2 separate regions of the Mus musculus genome follow, and region 1 is linked to region 2. The links are chromatin contacts, called in public promoter capture Hi-C maps. All regions are on one chromosome and are shown on one strand. The core of a region is the stretch at or near the end of the contact, and the rest is flanking DNA. Distances in the headings are between cores, read along the strand shown. Region 1 has its middle 23 kb from the start of Gm32471. Region 2 overlaps Gdap2 (ganglioside-induced differentiation-associated-protein 2).

Evidence for each region. Capture Hi-C pulls out chosen DNA fragments and counts their contacts.
Region 1: a promoter capture Hi-C map of adipose tissue shows a contact between it and region 2. The contact joins two enhancer-like sites. A contact is called at or near these places in 1 of 15 datasets of contacts at CTCF or cohesin (the NIH/3T3 cell line), 4 of 484 Hi-C or Micro-C datasets (pancreatic cancer cells and uterus), 2 of 115 datasets of contacts at active chromatin or transcription factors (both in embryonic stem cells) and 2 of 9 other capture datasets (adipose tissue and embryonic stem cells).

What each region holds. Positions count from the first base shown.
Region 1 is chr3:100,392,580-100,396,513 of GRCm38.p6, reverse strand. No RefSeq gene overlaps it. Among named protein-coding and RNA genes, the nearest start is that of Gm32471, 23 kb to the left of the region's middle. Within about 2 kb of position 1,418, at least 64 of the 459 cell types and tissues checked have an H3K27ac peak or open chromatin away from gene starts, as enhancers often do. A contact at or near this core is called in adipose tissue, where this site is marked.
Region 2 is chr3:100,200,896-100,204,947 of GRCm38.p6, reverse strand. It overlaps Gdap2 (ganglioside-induced differentiation-associated-protein 2), which reads right to left. Exons shown (of 14, transcript NM_010269.3): 13 at 2,831-2,974. Among named protein-coding and RNA genes, the nearest start is that of Gdap2, 40 kb to the right of the region's middle. Within about 2 kb of position 2,572, at least 22 of the 459 cell types and tissues checked have an H3K27ac peak or open chromatin away from gene starts, as enhancers often do. A contact at or near this core is called in adipose tissue, where this site is marked.

The DNA.
Region 1 (3,934 bases), core at 169-2,668, 190 kb before region 2:
CAGGCCCTCTTGCTTAGGTGATTGGAGTCAGAGGGAGCACTGCAAGGAGAGAAGTCAAGGAGAGAGCCTCTGCTGCCTCCTGAAAAGGGAGACCAACTATCTTAGTATGCCTGGAGCTGACCTGGTATTAGCACTGACAATCCTGTGATCTTGAGACCCCTCCAGTCCCTGGGTAGAGTCAGAGAGTTGGCTATTCTCTTTGTCAGGCCACCTGGAGGAGCACTAGAGCCTCAGAGAGTCTTGGGATCATTTCTGGACTAGAGCACAGAGCTAGAGCTCCTGGGCTGGCGTCTTAGCTGCATTCCTCCAGGATGCCTGGTGTTCTTGGCACGCTGGCTCTCCAGCTTCCTGAAGTAGGCAGTTTCTTATTTCCTGTATCCTTGATGCCATGGCATCCGGAGGCTTGAGTTGAAGGCACTGCCTTTCCTAAATACAGCATGACTGTATTCAGAACCTGCCTCTGATATGCAAAACCAACCAATCCCAAATTCAGGTCTCCTACCTCCTCCTTTACCAAACTCACACACACACACACCAAGCCAATATACACCAACCATAAGCCCGCCAGGGCTGGGTGCTGGAAAACAGACCCCATTACAGCTTAGGATAGTTGAAATGATCCGAACTACCCAGTCCAAGCTTCCTTAACACACCTGACCGAGCTCACCTGCCTTCTGAAAACCCAGCAAGGGTTCTGTCCCCCCAGTCCCCTGCTCTAGTCTCTCCAGCTTTCACTTCCTGACCAACACTATTTCTGTGCCCTTCATTTCTAAAGATCTCTGAGTCTAAACTTCTTCCCTGGCAATTGTTTACTCATCTTATTATGCCTAATAAAAACACTTTCAGGTAAAGCTCAGCATATGCCCTTTTGAAAGCAAGCCTTTCCTGTCTCTCGTGGTGGTTGGAAGGGCCTCGTGAGATAATGTCTAGGAAAGAGATCCATTAGCTTTAAGGTACGTTTTTATTATCATTCCTTTCCAGGTCATTTAGTCTGAAAATATTGGAAATCCCTAAGGAGCCATATGGAGGATGCAGGGAGGCCCTTCCTGAGAGGTTGCCCTGGCCATGGCCTCTTTCCTGTGAGTGATCTGCCTTCCAGGCAGCAGCAGCTGAGGCCATTTGGACCGCAGCCTCCTGGACTCCTGGTCTGGCTGTCTCCTCTCTAGCTCCCACCTCCTTTCCCTTTCACTGGGGGGAAACAAACACTTTGGGAGTTTAAAGGAATGAAACCACTCTATAAAATGTGTGCCGGAGCGAGAACACTTCTCATTCCTTGGGTGAGTATGCACACCACAGAGCAAGGCTTCCAAAGTGTTCCTCCAAGAAAAACACATGCAAACTGTTAAAGCCAGAGGCAAGCACACTGGGCGTGACCCTCCTCGTAAAAGCAGAAGCCTGCATCTTCTCTTCTCAAGTCTCTTCCTGGAAACGATCACTTCTCATCCAGCCCTGGGCTGTTTACTCCGGTTTCCCCTGCAGCTGGGTGGTTCACATCCACAAAGCCTTCTCCTACAACCTGTGGCTACCTTGCAGGCCCTTGGGCTGGGAGGTAAAAATCCCAGGCTGGCCAGGGGTACTTATGTGGTTCTGTGGCTTCAGTGAGCACTAAGTGGGCGTGACAGTAGCTGGTAGAGCCCTTCAATGACATTGCCAGCTTAAACACAGGCTGCCCAAATACTACATGGGATATTCTTATACAAAAAAAGTACATGTTTATCTGAAATTCAAATTTAACTGGACACCCGGCTTTTTTATTTGCTAAATCTGGTAACTTAACCCAACTGCCCATTCTTGAACTTTTTTTTTTCCTTTAATTTCCTGAGTGGGACAGGATCATTCCCTCTATTTCCTGAGGAGACTAAGGGTCGTGTTGCCTTGTCTCTGCTGCAATAATCAATAGCTTCCTAAACACTGTCAGGTGGACTCTGGGAGTGACCTGCTCTGAGGTCTTTAACTAATTAGACTTAATGAGCAGATGCTGAGTGTGGGATTGGAAAGCCACCAGCCCATGAAACTCCCATGGTCTTGAAAAGTACTTGTAGGCACAGAAGCTGTGGTCATGGATAGATTTTTGGGCGTGGCTCTTTCAGGGGAATTTGTGCTCTAGGGCTTGCCACCAGAGGCTGGGGTGTTAGATACCACTCCCTTTGCTTCTTTTGGCACTGGGGTCTTTGCTACCACCTTGTGTAGTCTGGTGCATCTATTTGTATCTAGAAATTTGTAAAGTCTCAGAGGGAAGGATGCTGGCAGCTTCTGCCTCTTTTCCTGGACTTGTAGACAAAGTTTTTGTGGTGAACTAGGTTGGGAATAGAAAGGGCAGTAGGGAAATGTCTGGAGGAGAACGGCCACAGAAGCAGCAGCTGGGAAGAAACAGAGCTCAATAAGAGAGTGAGTGCCTCTCCCAGACAGTGACAGCAGACAGTCATTTGACCATTTCTCCACTGGGAAGAGGGCTCTCTGTCCACTGTGAGTTGTGCATTAGGGTAACAGTTCCAGGCATCCTTGGGACAGACAATCTTCTCTTTTAACTGGAGGAGCACCAACTCTGGGTAGACAAACAGCACAGTTGGTATAGGAAGGGGTGGAAACAGGAATCTGGGACTGGGAATCAGCTAGCGTGTTGACTCAGTCAGCCCAAAGACCAAGACCTTAACACAGTCTTAGCCTCCCCTACACTTCTTTGGAAGCAGTTGGGATGAAGATGGAGTAGGTTGATGCTCAGTAATCTGGAGGTCGACCAGTTCCCTCCCTTATGTCTGAGTTCCTTGTCTTGGCTCAGGAGAGTAAAGAAAATGACTGAGTTAGGTGGAGATGAGGGTCACAGATAGGGTACATTTGTGTTCATGCATGAGAGTTTGCGGGCATAAGTGGCATGTAGGTATGTGTGTATGTGTGTAAGTTTTAAGAACACTTGGAGCAGACATCCTTAGCAACTTCACCCTCCCTTCTGCATGCATATGAACCAATGGAAGTATCCCGTCAATACAAAAATTGCAGCTATCTGCATTATAGGGAAATATGGATAAGATGAAAACTGTCCTTTAAGATTTCAATGCACAGTTCTCAGACATGGAAGGGCAATCTCCTGTCCCCAAGTATATACTAGTGTAGAGAAGCTATATAGTACTAGCATACACATTGGTTCCAAGAGAACTGCCCATATGTGACATCGTCAAGGAAGCCTCAGTAAACCAGTGTTGTTCTAAGTGTGGCCTGTAACATGAAAGAAGTTAGACAGGAGAGAAAAAAGGACTCCATCTTTTATTTTATTATTATTTTTTAAAATGACTTTAATCGCTCTGTTAAATGTCTGTGATGAAGTGCTGATTTGTTTTTCTGTGTTTTCTTGAATTTCATGTAGTTTTAGAGATGGCTTAATGGTTATACTCAATGCATATATTCAATACTGCAGAGGATCCAAGTGTGGTACTTGATCATGTGACTCACAGCTACCTGTAACTGCAACTTCAGGACATCTGATACCCTCTTCTGGCTTCTGTCAGCACCTGTACTCATATGTGGGTGTGGTTTCTCCTTTCCCTGATTTTAACAATAGAAACAAACACCCAGAGGTCCACCCATCATGTGGCCTGCCTTCACCGAAAGCCACTACAAAGAGCAAGTGTGCGGTGGACAGATGGGAGAGAAAGAGAAGCAGAATGGTTTATGCACTGTGAAGAGAGGTGGATCTGGAGACACAGGGTTAGAGAGGAACAACTTGATGTGAGTTGCTCTCCTGCACTGCCCTAGCTAGCTCACCCAGTGCTACAGCTGGCAAGAGGCGTCAATAGCTCTTCTGCTCTCATGGCCTTGAGGCTGGCTCACCTGTGCCCACACCACCAAGCCAGCTCTACTGTGCTGCCCAGGCAAGGTGCATTTTCTAGATGCTGAAGGCCATGCCTGGGAATATGGCCATGCAGCAGCAGGGCTCTGT
Region 2 (4,052 bases), core at 1,323-3,822:
AAGCAGGAAGTAGCCTCCTCCATGGCATTTACCTTACAGTCACAGGGAACACTGACGAGACCTGGGCGTTAGCCTAGTGGGCAATTTAACATTATCAGAGTCGAAATGAGCGGAAGCTCTACTGTTTTTCTGAGCACACGCTCTGAGCAAGAGCAGATCCTGGTGTCATAACCAGGGACTCAAAGGGACGCCTAAGGAGACTTTCTGGTAATAAACAAATCTGACCAGGCATTGGGGGAAAAAGAAATAGAAACAAATCTCAGAATTGGCTACATTTCTGGATACTTGGGGAAATACACATTTTGTATTTTAGCATGTCTATTATACCTGTTATCTAAGCAGTCAGTTTTGTATTTTTAATATGCAGGAATGAATGCCCTGAGAAACATATTCCCAAAGAGAAATCTATTCTGAACACCAGAGGAAAACCCTCAGCACTGCAAGGGCCCTCTTACTATCCTATGTTCTCTTTCTAAAGAGTTTCATCTTTGCAATGATTTTTGTGGCAAACTAAGAGGCACATGTCGGATATGCAGTGGCATGAAACAGAGCTTCCTATATGCACTTCACACTCAACAGGAGACTGCTGAGCCATCGCCTAGCTTCTCTATTTCTGGAAACAATCATAGCAATTTATCGAATCCTCAGCAGTCAGATGGCATACTCGGGGTTTATTTGTAAGAGTGCTGACTTGCTCTTCTCTGGAGGTTGCCTTGGTATTATTACCATCTAGATAAAAATTATCTTTCAACTACTTTTCAAAGAAACTGTTGGCTTTCTAAATGACAAGTCTTAGAAACTGTTTTTCAAGTCCACTGAAATGTGATACAAATCAACACCAATTCAGCCCTTTACCAAATAAAGGACCTATTTTGTGCAATCCAGTGTGAGACACAACTAAGCATGATAAAGTATGCCACCTTTGTACTACTGTATCATTTTCATTACAAATCAGTATTCAACCACCTCCTGGTATCTCAGTTACACATCCCATAAACTACTGTGTCACAAACGTATGACCTGAGTTTCCAAGTTCCTCAAGACTTTCCCTCACATCGCATTGCTTCTCTGGGGCAATGGAAACACCAGCCATCACAACAATTGCTTTCTGCTTCATCTCCCATAGCTACTTAGTCTCCAAAGATCACAGCTCCTATCTTCAAAGCCTAGCCCCCCTCAGCAACATGGCTGCTCTCTGGTGTCTCAGCTGAGGCTGAAGCCTTTCTGTAGACTTGCCTCTCTCTTCATCATGTTCTCGCTCTCTCCACACTGGTCTCTGCACTGGAGGTAATGGCAGCTCCTTTGCAGAACACTCCCTACTCTACTGACTGTCATGTATGCAGCACGCACAGTGGCTGTATGTCATGACAAGCTCTCTGCCTGTCTCCAAACACCGTCCCCTCATCCCCCACTCCTCACTTTTATTCCTGTCCCTGTCTTCACAGACAGAGAGTATTCTATCTGCATCCTAGGAAACTCTACCATAGGTAGAGAGAGATGGTTTAAGGAGTCAATGGTTAGTTTAGAAGTTATACTTTCTTTTTACTGATCCTGTCAATGTGTTTTTTTGATATTCAAAACAACAGAAACCTAAAAACACTTAGGCAAAAGCAAGCGAGTCTGGTGGAGTAATCTTTCTGTATTTGTAGAGAAAAATGATATATTTAGATATTAGCTTTGAAATGTCATTCAAATTCTGGGTATCAAATGTTCTTTTGTGCCTGTTACATTTCCTGCTATTAATTCAAGCATGGCACGTGTAGTTCAAAGGCAAATAAGGGGGTTGGTTCTTACTTCAGCATAGTCAAGTAAATTCAGATGGATGGCGCTTTCTCCCATCCCATACACTGCATAACCTTTGTTCTATGATCCAGCTGCTCCAAATCCTTTCTGCACAACAGCCAAATGTGGAATTTTATTAGCTATTAGGACACAGTAAATACTTTGCTTTCCACATAGGGGAACAGACGTCATCACTGAAGTTGGAGAAACCTTAGAGGGAAATGTACAATAATTAGGGGAGAATACTTAAAGCTCAGTATGTCATGGCCAAAGGTATGGAATCAGCAGCAGTTAGACAAGGTGCTTGGTTAACTTCTGGCAAAGAGTCTCAACTAAAATATATATATGTGACACTGTGAATACACACAGTAAAAAAGAACTGCAGTGATGTTCAAGAGAAGTCATGAGATTAATGCTTCAGAACAGATCTATGAATATACCTGTGAATAACACCACTAACATGGGAGATACATTAAAAACATTCTTAAAGCCTTAAGAAAATGGGACTTGTAACAGGGAAGAGGCTACCGACTTAATGACAATGCTGCAAATGGACACCAGCCAGTCTGGCTGTTCACATAGCTATGAAGCCTCCAATCTTAAGAAATGTCTTCCATGTGACAAAAACTGTCCACATGACTAAGGACCAGTTCTAAATTCATGACTGGGAAATTCTTTTTTTTTTTTTTTTTTTTGCTAAAGTGTTGATTTTGGGAAAACCCTCCTGGGACAAGGATGTTTCCTAAGGTTATTGGGTGAACATGCTAAATGATTATCCCAAAGCTCATGGCTGTTGCTCTGCAGCACGCTTACAGACAGATGCTCACAGGGACTGTTGTGTGACACATACGCTGTCTCAGCATACTGAACACACGGGAGTGTATCTGCATGTAATGAGACAAAAGCTCTGTGAAGCAGCCTTCATGGTAGGCATGTAGCATGAAACACACAAGCTCACACCTGCCGCTCCGTGACACACCCATATGCTCACACCTGCTGCTGCGGCACACCTGCATACTACACCAGGCAAAGGAGGACAGGCACTTACCCTCGCGTCATATTCAAGGACAAAAGGAGGAAAGTCTATCTGCTCTGGTGATATGGCAGAGAAGAGCTGCTGCAGGCTGTCTACGTGGTGGATCTTGTCCTTCAGTCCTGAGACAGAAAAGGTGGTGAAAAACCATGTTGAGACCTGATTAATAGGAGAGAAAAATAATTTAAGCCAATAGCCATCATTAAGAATAGAAACAATTTTGAAATTTTGTGCTAGTTAAAACTGTAATTTCAAAATATTTGAAACTGTACAAAGTGCAGTTTGCAGTTCATTAGTGAGTTGCACAATAGTTTCATAGATTACAAGGAACATTTATAAAAAAGAAAGAACAGTGTCATCATCGGGGCTCTAAGAGGAGGCTGTTTCACAGAGCATGTGATAGACGCCTACGTGTACAGCATGCTGACAACGCGTGCTTCTGACTGCTGACTGAGCTGTGTGCGGTTCATACCTGCTGGGGAAGGGGAAATGGAGGTCACTGGGTGCCTGGCACTCCAGCGCAGGCCCCATGCCAGGAGCAACTGGCCAACACAAAATGGACTCCACAGCTTTGTGCACTTCTTGTTTTGTTATTTTTGTTTGATTGTCACCTGCTTTAATTTTTATGTCAGAGGGGGAGGGAGGGAGGGAATGAAGGAGGAAGGCAGGAGCGCAAGGTTGGGCAGGTGGGTGATCTGGGAGGGGAGAAGAATATGACGGAAATATCTGTCTGGAAAAAAGGCTTCTGCATTACTCGACACACTAATGAATGCTTTGGTACAGTAGCTTAACAGACTGTAAAGTTGTTTTTATTTGTTTCCAATAATTCGAAACTAAGATATTTTCACTTGATAACTGCCATATGGATTCTGTTGAAGTCAGTCTAAGTAGTGCGTGTGTCTATACATATACAATGGACTTTTTCTTTGGCTATCAAGAAGAATGAGATTATGCCAATTACAGAAAATGGATGAAAATGGAGATTATGATGTAAGGAAAATAAGCCAGACAGAAAATTCACCATTACTTGTTTTCTGACATTTGTAGAATCCGTATATAGAAGGGGAAAAAAGGACATTAGGATAGAAGGTGGCTTCCTGGGAAGAAGAGAGACCGTGGGGATGGGACAGGAAGACTAAGAGAAATGATGGGGACTGAAGACAGTATAAGTGCATTATAGACATGTATGCGAATGAAAGCCACCAGCTTTAGTTATATGCTTTGACTGTTTTAAGGC